Regions from separate parts of the Mus musculus genome. Here region 2 is linked to region 1. The links are chromatin contacts, called in public HiCAR-type maps. All regions are on one chromosome and are shown on one strand. The core of a region is the stretch at or near the end of the contact, and the rest is flanking DNA. Distances in the headings are between cores, read along the strand shown.

Region 1 (6,315 bases), core at 1,730-4,229:
CCTGTCCTGTTTTCCTGGTGTCTCCTCAGTCATTAGCATGTAACTCCTACTTGTTATTTGTCTTTCAGGGAGATTTCCAGGACCAATGTACAATTCTAAAATTACTTTAAAGCATTTACAGTCGTGAATTTGGTTTCATGTCTTGCCTCATTTTATTAGGAATATGTGTGGGGTCATCCTGTGGTCTAGGCCTCTCTTTAAAGACCAGCAATTTACCAGAGCTGTGGTGGGAGCCATCCCCATGTGATGCACATCTTGTCTGTAATAGTCGTTTTGATGTCTCTGTGTAGTAATTTACTCACAAACACCAGGGAGCTTTATGCAGGGAAGAGAGGAGCTACTTGTTGCTCTTTGCTTCCTTACTGAACACTGTTCTCGGGTCATAGAAGGAGAGCACATAGAAAAAACAGATACCACTCCATCACTAGAGAAGATTCTGCTGGTGGCAGAGACCAAGAACAATCCAAGCTAATGCCTGAGTAACAGCACTAGCTAGCATGTTCTGCGGACCCTGAGACCCTCCCTCAAACCCTGTTCCTAGGTCACAGTCAGATGTGCCAGGCACTGAGAGTCCAGTTTAGACTCTAAAGATTAGAGTCTAAACTTTAAGCACTAAGCACACAAAGGTGTGATTTCAAGCCTACAAAACTAAGTAGTAAAAGGATTTGGCTCTATGTTATTTTCTTTTTCTACTGTGTTGTTGTTTTTATAATGTCAGTCCATCAAAAATCAAAACTTTCAATCAGTAGATTTTAAATTTCTGAAAAACTTTTAACAAATAGCTAAGAAGTCCTGACCTAGAACAGATGCAGGCGTAGTTTGTGATGTCAGCAATGCCAACAAGACTGTGCCCACATGAAGTAAGTTTGAGGAAGGAGCAAAGTCAGATGAATTTCATGGTGAGAGACACTTCCAGAAGAAGGTGCTGTAAGCATGAGCTGGAAAAGAGAGTGAAATGCCCAAGTCAGATGGAGAAGGGCAGAACTTAGCTCAGGTTGGACCATCAAAGATATACCCATAGCAGGGGTCAGTAGATAAGCTGAACAAATGGGAACACCCTGGAATCAGTCGGTGGACTGCCAGCCTAGGCCCTGGTCAGCTGGTGGACTGCAAGCCTGGTCCCTGGATTTTTGTTTTTAGGTAAGCATCACCTTGCCAATATTCTGGGTGGCCATAAATGGCAGTAACTAATTGATGTCCTTTCTTCTCTAGATTTACACGTTACCCGCCATAATTAGCAAGAAAGAAGAAAGTAAGTCATTTTTCCTCTTCCTTTAGAGCTTTTGCATGAATACTTCAATGATTTTGGACTAAGAGTTTTAAAGAAACAGAAATTTTTAATGAGAAACAAGCTTTTCTACATTCTGACTGGCCCTGAAGAGTAAACCATAAATTAATGCAGTCACATTTCCTGACAGAAAAAACAAGAAAGCCATAGAAAGAGCATGTGAGTTCTGAACATGATCCTTGATGGTGTCTTTCCCCCTCAGCTTGGTCCATCCCTTCAAACACAACCTGAGGGAAAACCCTTAACTTCTAATTCCACACAGTATTATGAAAACAAACAGTAAGGACGACGGAGTGTTCTCAACAAGGCTGTTATGCCATAGAGAAGAGAATGGGGCTATGGTGTTCTGGTGCAGCCAAAAGACCTCTACAGTCTGAGCAGGAAGAAGTCCCTTGCTTTGCTGTCACACTTGATTCAGTACTTGCTCTCTGTGCTATAAGTAAAGCTGCGTAACTCATTAGAAAAGGAAAGTTTGGTCATTCTCAGGGCAAACCTCCATGTGAGAAATGAAACAAGAACCCCAGAAAAAACTGGCCAGGATATTGAATGTATGTCTATTTGGTTATGAGACATAATTAATATGTTCTTCTGGAGACTGTAAAACATCATTAATTATTTTATTTTTTGAAAGTAGCTATCCTTATTGTTAAACAGATGCTGCCTAGTTGAAATGAGAATGGGACTTCTCCTCAAATGGGGCCATTGAGATAGAACCTCACTAGGAAAATGCCATAATTCTGTCATCTGAACTCCTTTTTCAGGAAAACAAAATCATCTTTCTTGACTAGTAGTCATAGCTGAGCACCTCTGTCTTGGCCCTTAACAAAGAAAAAGGCAATCAGTGTATCACCGTTGTTCTCTGCTGCCACCTTAAGCCTGTTGCTCCTCAGGTGGCATATTTTGTGGGGGACTTTAGCAGGTCCTTCACCCCTGGATCTAGATGAAGTAGCAATTCTGTAAGCCAAAGTATTTAATTCACATTCTCCTGTGTGGTCCTTTCTACATTTTTCTGCTTTACTCCTGGGTGGATAACGGGGGGGGGGGGGGGGGGGTGTGGGGGGGGTGTGTGCATGCATCTCAGTGGATGTTTGTGTGGGGTCTACACTCTTAAAGTTCCTGAAGGGCTTTAACATTTAACCATTGTCTAGATGACTTTCTTCACGTGTGCCTTGGCGTGTGGTCTTCCTAGTGTGAAACAGACATTATCCTTTCTCTTCATATTCTAAACAGCCGCTGTCAGTGCACAGTCTTCCTCCTGAGCCTTGCTTGAATAGTTTGTCACTGGGATTTTCCAGGTGTCCTAGGTAGCTTGGGCCATCATTTTACCCTCCCACAGGGACAAAGCTCTGTATGTTCAAAGGTCAAATGCAGTTTTACTCCCACCAAAGAGAGTTCTAGCTTACACATGTTACATGGGTCCTTAAGGAAGAAGAGAAAGGTCCTGAGGGTATCTCAAGATAAATGTGTTCTTGTCTCCTTTTTCCCTCCAAAAACACATATGGCATGACGTTGGATATCTGTAAGTTTTAATCAGAATGCCAGATTAGAAATGTGAGTGAGAGATTAAAGACAAGCATTGTTTTTTCCTGGCAGCCCCAGGGAGGTGCGGTGAGACCACCAGGATCACGTGGGGGAAGGGAGAGCTGGGTTTTGAGTCGGGAGGAAGTTGAAAGAACAAAGCCTCTTTAGCTGCAGAAAGCAGTTCTTGCCTCACCGCTGTTGGAACTCTGTCGAGATTCATAGCTTTTGTGATGCTAAACAGCCTCATGGAAACTTTAGTTGGATTTTAATAAAAGCTTTGGCCCTGAACAGTTTCCAACAGGGAAAAAATGCTTACACTTAACTTTTGACTGAGTAACTCAACTTTATTAAGTAGTTTGTCTTCAGACCAGATGCCATTAGTACTATAGGATTTCAGTGTCTGGGAATTTGGTGGCAGGTGGGCTCTCAGTATTCTTCTGGTCTTCCTCAAAACAGGGAGAAGTAGGGGTGGGGCACAGAACAGTCTCCAGAGAGTTTATAGATGGTTAGCTGATCCACTTAACCCCTCGAGGAAGCCACGGAAGAAGCTTGCTCAGTTTCAGGCATGGTGGAGAAAGGGGACCAAAGGAACAGCATTCGGTTGCTCTTCTTGGTTGACTGTTCTGAAGTAGACATAGCCCCCATCCAGAACTCCATGTTTCTACCACGTAAGATGAGTTCCCTTTCTTTCTACCCCATGCCAAGAATACTTTGTCTTCTGCCATAGTAGAGCTAAGAGAAACACTCACTATCTGTGTGTATGTAACTATGGGGACCCCCTTGCCATAGCATTGTGTGCAGCTCAGAGAACAACCTCTCTGTTGGTCCTTACTGTCTACTTTAATAACGACAAGGCCTCCTGTTTGCAGCTGAGCACACCATGCTACCCAGCTCTGGGCTTCCAGGGGATCTCTTTTCTGTGACTCCCATCTATTGTCTGAGTGCTAGGAGGGCAGTTTCATCTCCCAAGTCTAGCCTCATGTAGGTTCCTCAGGTTTAACTTCAAGCTTGCATGGTAAGAGCTTTCCTCATGCCATCTCCCCAGCTCATGCACACCCCTTTTAATGGTGTCATTTAACATATTAATGAAACTTTCCGTGGCTATCTTTTCTGTAATTAAGAGTAAGCGGTTTCTATTTTTCAGCCATTAAAACCAACATCTTTAGTTGAATTTTTCTTAGCACTAATGAAAGCAATATAATAACCCTCTCCTGGCTTTAGAATATTGCTCATTTTGCATCACACAAATGTCCTAAAATTTGACATTTTCCAAGGCTATATTTTACAAGTCAACTGGAGACAAACTACATTAACCATATGCCCCCCTTTTCTCCACCATAGCAGTGAATGTTGAAGCACTGTAGTGGAGGCATTGTTCAACAGACCTTTGGGAATGTGAGCTGACATGAGATGATGCAAAGGGGGCATATTATTCTCATTAAGACTATGAATTTTGTTGGCTTGAATTTATTTTCTTGAGTCCGTGTTGTCACAGCAAAAATTGCTTAAATTACACATAATTAAATGAGAGAAGGCCAGGCCAGGCTGTGGTGACAGCTGATCACTGATTGGCAGATCGCAGAGGCTTGCAGCAGCAAAAGTTCTTTTCTGGTTCATAGTGTATGTCCACATAGGACCTCAGTGATTTGGGAGTTCAGAGAGTAACCTCCTTCTGTATCAGGCTGATCTTATGCCAATTGCAATAACCTTGGTCTCCTGGGAAGTGACATAGAATCATTTTCATTCCATCGCATTGGATAGCATTGATTCTATAATGATAACTAGTCTTCAAGATTCTAAGAAATATGGTCTTCCTGCATGAAGGACAAAGCAGTGAACATATGTAAACAGTAGCTACAGTGTGCACAGTCTTTTCAGTTCAGTGGTGTATTGCATTTAATCCTTGTGATTTATTGAAGCACAATAAACCTGTAGGAACATTTCTTAATATTCTCAGCTGCCTCCTAGGATCACAAGGCTTCCCCCTCTAAATGCTTGAGCTATGTCTATTCAAAGAAACAAAGCATTGCTCTGGCTTCAGTTTGCTCTTTTTTGTTTGTTTGTGTGTGTGTGTGTGTGTGTGTGTGTGTGTGTGCGTGCTTTTAAGTAATATGGCATTCCTTTTTAAACAAGGACACTACTGGTTGACACTTCCTCAAGCTGTAGTTGTTTCAGACATACCCAAAGAATAAGGAAGGCCTGACGTATCCATATATACACAGGGGCTTACTTTAAACTGCAGTCAGCAACAGGTGTGAGCACAAAGCCAACACCCCACATCACTTACTTTACTTAAAACATCATTTTTGTAGCTTTTAAAGTGTTTTTTTTTAATTCATCCTTTAGCAGTCCTATAAAGTGAGATTTTTATACTAAGTTTGTAAAAGAGATTAAAACCATGTCAACTAACAAACATTTTATTCTCTTTTTACCAGTTTCATTATATGTTGTGTATGGGCAAGTCTATGAATGCTTTTACATGGCTTTGCATCTTTGTGTTTATATGTATTTTTTCCCTTTGTGTGTGTGTGTGTGTGTGTGTGTGTGTGTGCACTCACACTTATGTGTGTGTACTTGTGTGCCAATGGGGTGGTCTAAGACTGGTGTCTAAAGTCATCTACCATTGTTCTTTCACATTATACACTGAGTGGAAGTCTCTCAGGCAAATCCAGAGCTCACCTAGGGCTAGTCTCACCAGCCCGCGTAGCTGGGGGTGGGGGTGGGGTCCTCTGTCTCTGCTTTCTGGGTTTGGAATTATGGCTGAGCCACCATGTCCACCTAGGAGGGTATTTTTTGTTGTTGTTTTATTTTTTTGTATTTTTGTGGCCTGCTGGGTATCTGAATGCTAGTTACCATGCTTATGTGGCAAGCACTTTTACCTACTGACTCATCTCCCTAACTCCTAGTGACATGAGTTTTAATTGGAAGGGTACACATCATCTTCCTTTCTCATCTGGATTTGACTACATCTTCTGCTTTCCATCCTCTCACCTCGAAGGACCCTTTTGTTTCTGTTGTCTTTTATTGTCGCTGTTAGTTTTGGGTTTAACACAGTCTCATTGTGTAGCCCAAGCTGGCCTTAACCTCTGCATTCTCCATCCTCCTCTGCTTTGTAGTGCTGGGATGACAGTTGTGTCTGCCCATTGCCACTATTCACATCTTTTTTTTTTTTTTTTTGAATGAATGAATGCTTTTCTTCTATTGGAAATTTTCTTTATTTACATTTCAAATATTTTCCCCTTTCCAGATCTCCCCTTCAGAAACCCCTTTTCCTATCCTACCTCCCCCTGCCTCTATAAGGGTGCTCCCCCATACACTCCCGTCCTCCTGCCCTGGCATTACCCTACACTGGGGCATCAAACACCTTCAGGCACAAGGGCCTCTCCTCACACTAATGTCCAACAAGGCTATTTTCTGCCACATATGTGGCCAGTGTCATTGGTAGCTCCACGTGTATTCTTTGGTTGTTGGTCCAGTCCCCAAGAGCTCCGGGAGGGGGCTCTGGA
Region 2 (6,545 bases), core at 820-3,319, 210 kb before region 1:
ACCTGGGTCCCAGTGGTGTAGATAGTCAGCTTAAAACACGATTACCTCTATGCTTGAGGGAATGATAACCCAGGTATTAGAATCTAGACTACAGCTGCCTATAAGACTCCCGCAGAAACCTCACCAACAACTAAAAGCTGCTTATCAAAGCAATCCACAGAATTGGTTATAAGGCAGTTATGAGACAGAAGCCATTTTCTTGCTTTATAATGTTTCAAACTGGATCATAACATTTAGGTGCTTAGAACAGCAGCTACATAAAAAAGTTGTGAGTATACCATTTGTTAACCATTGCTGGTTTTCTGTCCTTCAGTTTGTGTGACAAATGGTTAAATCACAGTACTTGAAAGACAACTAGCTCACTATAGCCCCTTCATAGTTGATGAACAGTATTATTGCCTTCCCTTGTACTTCCAAATGAGGCATCTATGAAACTGACAGACAAGCTCCACACTCAGAAATTAAAATAGCTAAGATGAGGGCTGGCAAGACGGCTCAGCTGACAAAAGTGATTGCTGCTAGGCCAGAGAATCTGAGTTCAATCCCTGGTTTATCCCTTGTGGAAGGAACCAGTTACAGCCGAGTGTCCCTTGACTTCCACTGTTCAGATGTGTGTTCCCATCCCTAGAAATAAATATCACAAAAAGAAAATGTATAGAACTGTCATCACACATTTCTAAAGTGTGCAGACTCGTACTAAAAATATGGATGTAAGCTTTTAAAATGAGAATTTAAAAAAAGTCATCAAGCATACTGTTTACATGGTTTTGTCTGTTTTAAAGTTTACATGCTATTTTTGCTTTTTGTTTTGTTTTGTTGTTTTGTTTGTTTGGTTTTTCGAGACAGGGTTTTTCTGGGTAGCCCTGGCTGTCCTGGAACTCACTCTGTAGACCAGGCTGGCCTCGAACTCAGAAATCCACCTGCCTCTGCCTTCCGAGTGCTGGGATTAAAGGCATGCACCACCATTCCTGGCTGTTTACATGCTACTTTTAATGTTATTGTATGGCTGAAAAAAATTGCAGCTAAAGGTTCCTGAAATTTAATTGGGAAAAAATGTAAAGCACTTCAGTGGATTTTCCCATGATTTGTACAAGTTTCTTTTTTCCTTCCTTCCTTTCTTTTTTAAAAACAGATGGTTCAAATATACAAAGCAGTGGAAATGTAGAAATTAAAAACAGATCCTTAAGAAAAGTAACGGAGTTCTCAAAAAAGCTACAGGTGAGTGCAGGATGACATAAAATAGTAGGTTATTTTGTTGTCAGGGTTTCAACAGAACGCACATTTATTAGGTCAACCTCTGCTAATTGACTCTTTGCAGGAATTCATATATATATATTCATCTCAGAGACAGTGTTTCTCTGTGTAGTCCATGTTGGCCTTGAACTCTTGGCAATTCTCCTGCTTCAGCCAGTTGAATGCAGGTATTACCTACCACCACCACCAAAGGAATTAATGATTCCTTTGAAATGCTTGATCAGGTCAAGTCGATGAAAGTCTCTGAACTTGTAGGTCCACCCACCCAGGTGTCAATTAGAGACACTAAAACAGGGGTATATAACATGTGAAATGAGTTAATAAAATCAATTCCCCTTTCTTACAGACTGAGGGATAACACCCAACACACCTCACTGATGGGTCAATGCAGCGGGGTTGGGAGTCAGGCGGGACATCCTTTCTATTTTGGACTTATGGGCAGGACCCTGAAGTGAAACTTGAACCGGCTGGGAAGTGGTAGTTCCCGCAGGGGTTAACGTGGGAGTCAGACTGTTCCTGAGGGGGACGCTGGGGGTTGGAGATGGTTTGGGGCGCACAGGGCCTGGCGCTCTCAGTGGGCCCAGACGGGGACGGGTAGGAATCGGGTGAGGCTACAACACAGCAGTGCTGGGTGCGGGGAGCAAAGTGCGCACCGCAGGGACCGGGCGGGGACCGGGCGGGGACAGCGAGGGGCGGGGAGGGTGGAGGAGGGTCTGCCCGGGAGCTGCAGGCCGGCCCGCGTGCGCTCCGCACAGGGGGCGGGTTTCCCTACGGGCCCGAGTCGCCGTGAGGCGCCGCCAGCTAAGCGCGCGCCACTGTCCCCAGGGTCAGCGAGTGACGCTGTCAGAAGACTCCTCTGCGCTACAGCTTGTAGCCTCGCCACCCCCACGGTGCGAGCGAGCGACGATGCGAGCCGGTGACAGCGCCCGGAGCCTCCGCCCGGCCTCGGGGCAGCTGCACTGAGCCCGGCGCGCGGGGCCCAGTCCTCCGCTCTCCCCAGCGCTCCCCCGCGTTCGCAGTGTCCCCGCACCCGCCGCAGCTAGCGGCCGCCGCGCCTGGGCCATGGGGCTGCCCACTCTGGAGTTCAGCGATTCGTATTTGGACAGCCCGGATTTTAGGGAGCGATTGCAGTGTCACGAGATCGAGCTGGAGAGAACCAACAAGTTCATCAAAGAGCTGCTGAAGGATGGCTCTCTGCTCATCGGGGCGCTGAGAAGTGAGTGACGGGCCCCCAAGTGTGCAAGACCCCATGGGGTGCGGGACCCTGGTTGGGAAGCCCCAGACCGAACTTCTTTTGTTTGAATGGATTGGGGACAAAAGCTGAAGAGCTCCCCTGCTGGTGGCCAACAAAGTCTGTTCTTAGTGGTGCGGATTTACTTCCCAGGCAACACTGGGGAGGAAAAGTTTCCCCTACAGCCCTTGAGAGTCAACTTTTGAGACTTGTCAGTGAAAAGTTGGTAGAGACTTTCACTTTTGTTTGTTGTTGCTAAAGTTTCGGTGCCTGGTTGTTGTTGTTGTTGTTTTTGGTGGGGGGTTGGTTTTGTTGTTGTTGTTTTAAATTGTTTTGATTTTTCGTTTTAAGGTGGTGGAGAGAGCCACGCCAGTCAGGGCAACAGAGTGAGACCCTGTCTCATAAACAAAACAAACAAACCAAACAACAACAACAACAAATCAAAGCAAGCCAAACTCTCTGGGAAGAGTGGAAACAAGGGAGTCTGGAGAGTTAAAGTGAAGCTAGTGAATTTAATAATACTTTAGGAAAAGTAATTTCATACAACAATGACTCGTCATTGATTTGACCTTTTAAAAATACACGTCTGCAGTTTGGCCATTGGTAAGCTGTTTGGACCCAATAGGGTACCCGTGTATTTTAAAGCCCTTGTGAGTGTTCTGTTCGTATTAAATTTTGGCTTGCATCGTGTGGTGTGCAGTGTTGGTCATTGGTGAGAGCTCAGGTCTACATTCAGTCAGACCTGGTAGATGTCAGTATCTTTCCCACACTTCTCCCTTCAGGATATTCTTTACTCGTTTCTCCTTTAGAACTTCCCCTTCCATTATTACAACTCAAGCTTTCTCATACTGAGAACCAAGTGGATTACTTAGTACACGCTAAACGTTAACCATTGCCTTTCCCAGAATCCACTTGTGTCTTACATGGAAAATTGGGAAGGCTTCAGCTTCTGAAAAGAGAAGTGCTTCGGACTCTGGCCTCTTATGAGGGCGCTTACAGGATGGAGAGGCCTCTGGGTGATCTGGTAGTCCCCAGGACATGTTCAGGGTTGCTGTAATTGCACAGATGGAATGCCCATTGTCAATTAATTGGGATTTGAGACTACTATGATAATGATTATTTACTGTGGTTTGTGACAATGTGCAATGCTTCTTTGCAGTTCCTTGAGTTGTTACTAGGGAACCCTCCTCGCCAGGGATGCCTCCTCATAGAGGCTAAACCATTCCTGGTGTGTTATGCTAGGCAGGCTGACTACACTTGGGATCTCAGGTGCTCTGCATTTGGTGTTTCGCACGTTGGAAATACTTCCTGACACGTGTGTTTTTTCACTGGTGCTGTTGCACACTTCCCTGGGATTCTTCAGCTTAGCTTTATAAAGGCAATGTGTTTCTCAGCCCTGTTAGAGCTGTTCTGTCATGCACACCAGAGGAAGTGGTGAGTGTATCAAGACCTAGAGAATAACAGGAATGCCCAACCTTCTGATATTGTTATTTGAAGATCTACTGTTCTGCATCCACAGCTACCCTGAGACAAATGCAGCCTGTAGGCTGGCCCTGACTAGGCTGGACATATTGAGACCCTGCCTCATGAAACCAGCCGTATGCCCTTAAATGTATAAACCTGTTATCTTTCCAGAATGCTGTGTGATGACAGTGCATTCTTTTTTTTTTTTTTTTTTTTTTTTGGGTTTTTGAGACAGGGTTTCTCTGAGTAGCCCTGGCTGTCCTGGAACTCACTTTGTAGACCAGGCTGGCCTCGAACTCAGAAATCCGCCTGCCTCTGCCTCCCAAGTGCTGGGACTAAAGGCGTGCACCACCACGCCCGGCATGACAGTGCATTCTTGTAACTAACACGCACTTATTACTTCTTTCATTATGAAAGAAATGTTTTATTTCTTACCAAAGAATTCCCAGAACTTGTGAGTTGGCTCGGTGGGTAACCATGCATGCCATGCAAGCCTGACCACTTGAGTTCACACTCCGGAACCTGTGGTGGAAGGAGAGAAGAAATTCCCAAGACACTTCAGATGATCACAGGCAAGCCAACACACACACACACACACACACACACACACACACACACACACCCCCCAGTATCAGCTATCAAATGGGGAAGCAAACAGTCCTTGAGGTCACAGTAGAGTACTGCCTGTTGCTCACCAATACAGTCTTCCGTATGGAGGATCCTTCAGGCCAGGCCACTGCTGCTAGACACCCTCCCTCTTAAGCTGCTGGGATCCCACTACCTTGTTTGAAGGTTCTGAAGTTGTCTTAGTGCTTTCCCAGTCTCACTGAGGGAGCCCTGATCCTCCAGTTGCCCTTCTGACTTTTCCTCACCTTTCTGAGGGGGTTTTCAACTAGTTTAATTGTTAAGCCTATGGTCCATTTCAGCATTTTAACTAAACATTGTTTCACTAATGATTTTCTAATATAACCCTGTTTAACTAATGATATCAGTGTCTGGTTTCTATTCTCAATTATATAGTAACTTTTTCTCTATGCATTGTGTTTGTTTGTTTGTTTGTTTGTGGCAGATCCTTATGTAGCCTAGGCTGGCTCTGAGCTCTCTATCTTGCTGTTTCTACCTCTGGAGTCCTGGTATTATTGTCTCACGGCACTATAATAATTGTACATACTTTTTTTGTTGTTGTTTTGGTTTTTATGTATAGCACGCCTGTTTCAATAAGATTACACACATGCTTCTTGACCCAAGTTTCTTTAGTTGATTGTAAGATTGCTCATATATTCAACTAGAAAGTTTTATTCTGTGGGCTTTTTGTGGTTGTTGATGTTGTTTCTTTGTACTTTGAGACAATGTGTCACGATGTAACTCAGATAGGCCTTGATTTAAAATGCATCTGTTACAAGTTCTCCAGTTCTGGGATCACAGGATTGTACTACCATACTGAGTTTAAAATTGTATTTTATGTGTAGGAATGTTTGCCTCTGTAGATGTGTATATCATATGTACTCTCCATGCCTTCAGAGGTCAGAAGAAGGTGTCATGTCCTCTGGGACTGAAGTTTTAGACAGTTGTGAGTCACCATGTGGGTGGTAGGAATCAAACTCAGGTGCTCTGGAAAAGCAGCCATCCCCCCCGCCCCCCCATGAGATCTCAATATGTTGCCCAGGATAGGTTTGAATGCCTCAGCTTGATTGATCTTCTTGCCTTCAGTTTCCATAGCTGTTGGTCTGACAGGCTCATGTGATTGTATTTTAAATATGTATAAAATACCTGTGTTATTACACATTTTTGTGTCCACTCTGAGGGACAGGCTTATGGTTCAGCATTTTGAGCTTGACTTAAGTTTGAATCCCAGGTATGCTAGCTATAAACTTAGTAGCTACAAACCTCATTGCTATGGTTTTCTGCTTATTTTGTCATGTACTTTATATCTGTGTTTGATAATGTTCATGATAACAGTGACTCAAGTTTTGTTCAAGATGTGTGACTCAAAATCTCCACTCTTTTTTTTTTTTTTTTTTTTTTTTTTTGGTTTTTCGAGACAGGGTTTCTCTGTGTAGCCCTGGCTGTCCTGGAACTCACTTTGTAGACCAGGCTGGCCTCGAACTCAGAAATCCGCCTGCCTCTGCCTCCCGAGTGCTGGGATTAAAGGCGTGCGCCACCACGCCCGGCTCTTTTTTTTTTTTTTTTTTTTTTTGAGACAGGGTTTCTCTGTATAGCCCTGGCTGTCCACTCTTAAACAATCATAAAATCAGTTTTTTACTTATTTGTTTTTCCTTTTAAAGCATCATATGTGCTGAAATATTTCAGAGTTATTCTCTTATGTCTTTTCCCATGTACTAGTCTTTTTTTATACTTTTAGTTTAAAGAATCCTCGAGAAAGAACAAAAATGAACTTTTGTTCTTGAAGTGGATAGTTGGGGGAGAAAATGGGATTGAAAATAACTATGAAACTTCAACTATTCTACTTTAAAGGGGGAAACGCATGAGGTGATGAGTAGATTACCTTATAGCCATTCTGGGGTACACGCATGTGTCAGAATGGAACTTTGTGTGCCATAAGTATATACAGTTTTGTCAAGTGTGTGTGTGTGTT

Evidence for each region. HiCAR-type assays count read pairs that join an accessible place to other places.
Region 2: a HiCAR-type map of embryonic stem cells shows a contact between it and region 1, with 2.5 times the contacts expected there. The contact joins the promoter of Arhgap42 here to the enhancer-like site in region 1. A contact is called at or near these places in 3 of 39 promoter capture datasets (liver and neural stem cells), 1 of 484 Hi-C or Micro-C datasets (embryonic stem cells), 1 of 115 datasets of contacts at active chromatin or transcription factors (embryonic stem cells) and 1 of 9 other capture datasets (adipose tissue).

The regions. Positions count from the first base shown.
Region 1 is chr9:9,024,360-9,030,674 of GRCm38.p6, reverse strand. It overlaps Arhgap42 (Rho GTPase activating protein 42), which reads left to right. Exons shown (of 24, transcript NM_001372563.1): 12 at 1,213-1,252. Among named protein-coding and RNA genes, the nearest start is that of Pgr, 130 kb to the right of the region's middle. Within about 2 kb of position 2,979, at least 24 of the 459 cell types and tissues checked have an H3K27ac peak or open chromatin away from gene starts, as enhancers often do. A contact at or near this core is called in embryonic stem cells and neural stem cells, where this site is marked.
Region 2 is chr9:9,234,551-9,241,095 of GRCm38.p6, reverse strand. It overlaps Arhgap42 (Rho GTPase activating protein 42), which reads left to right and starts at 2,069. Exons shown (of 24, transcript NM_001372563.1): 1 at 2,069-2,470. The coding sequence starts at 2,317. Gm16833 (predicted gene, 16833) reads right to left here and starts at 4,808. Exons shown (of 4, transcript NR_045754.1): 1 at 4,645-4,808; 2 at 4,385-4,471.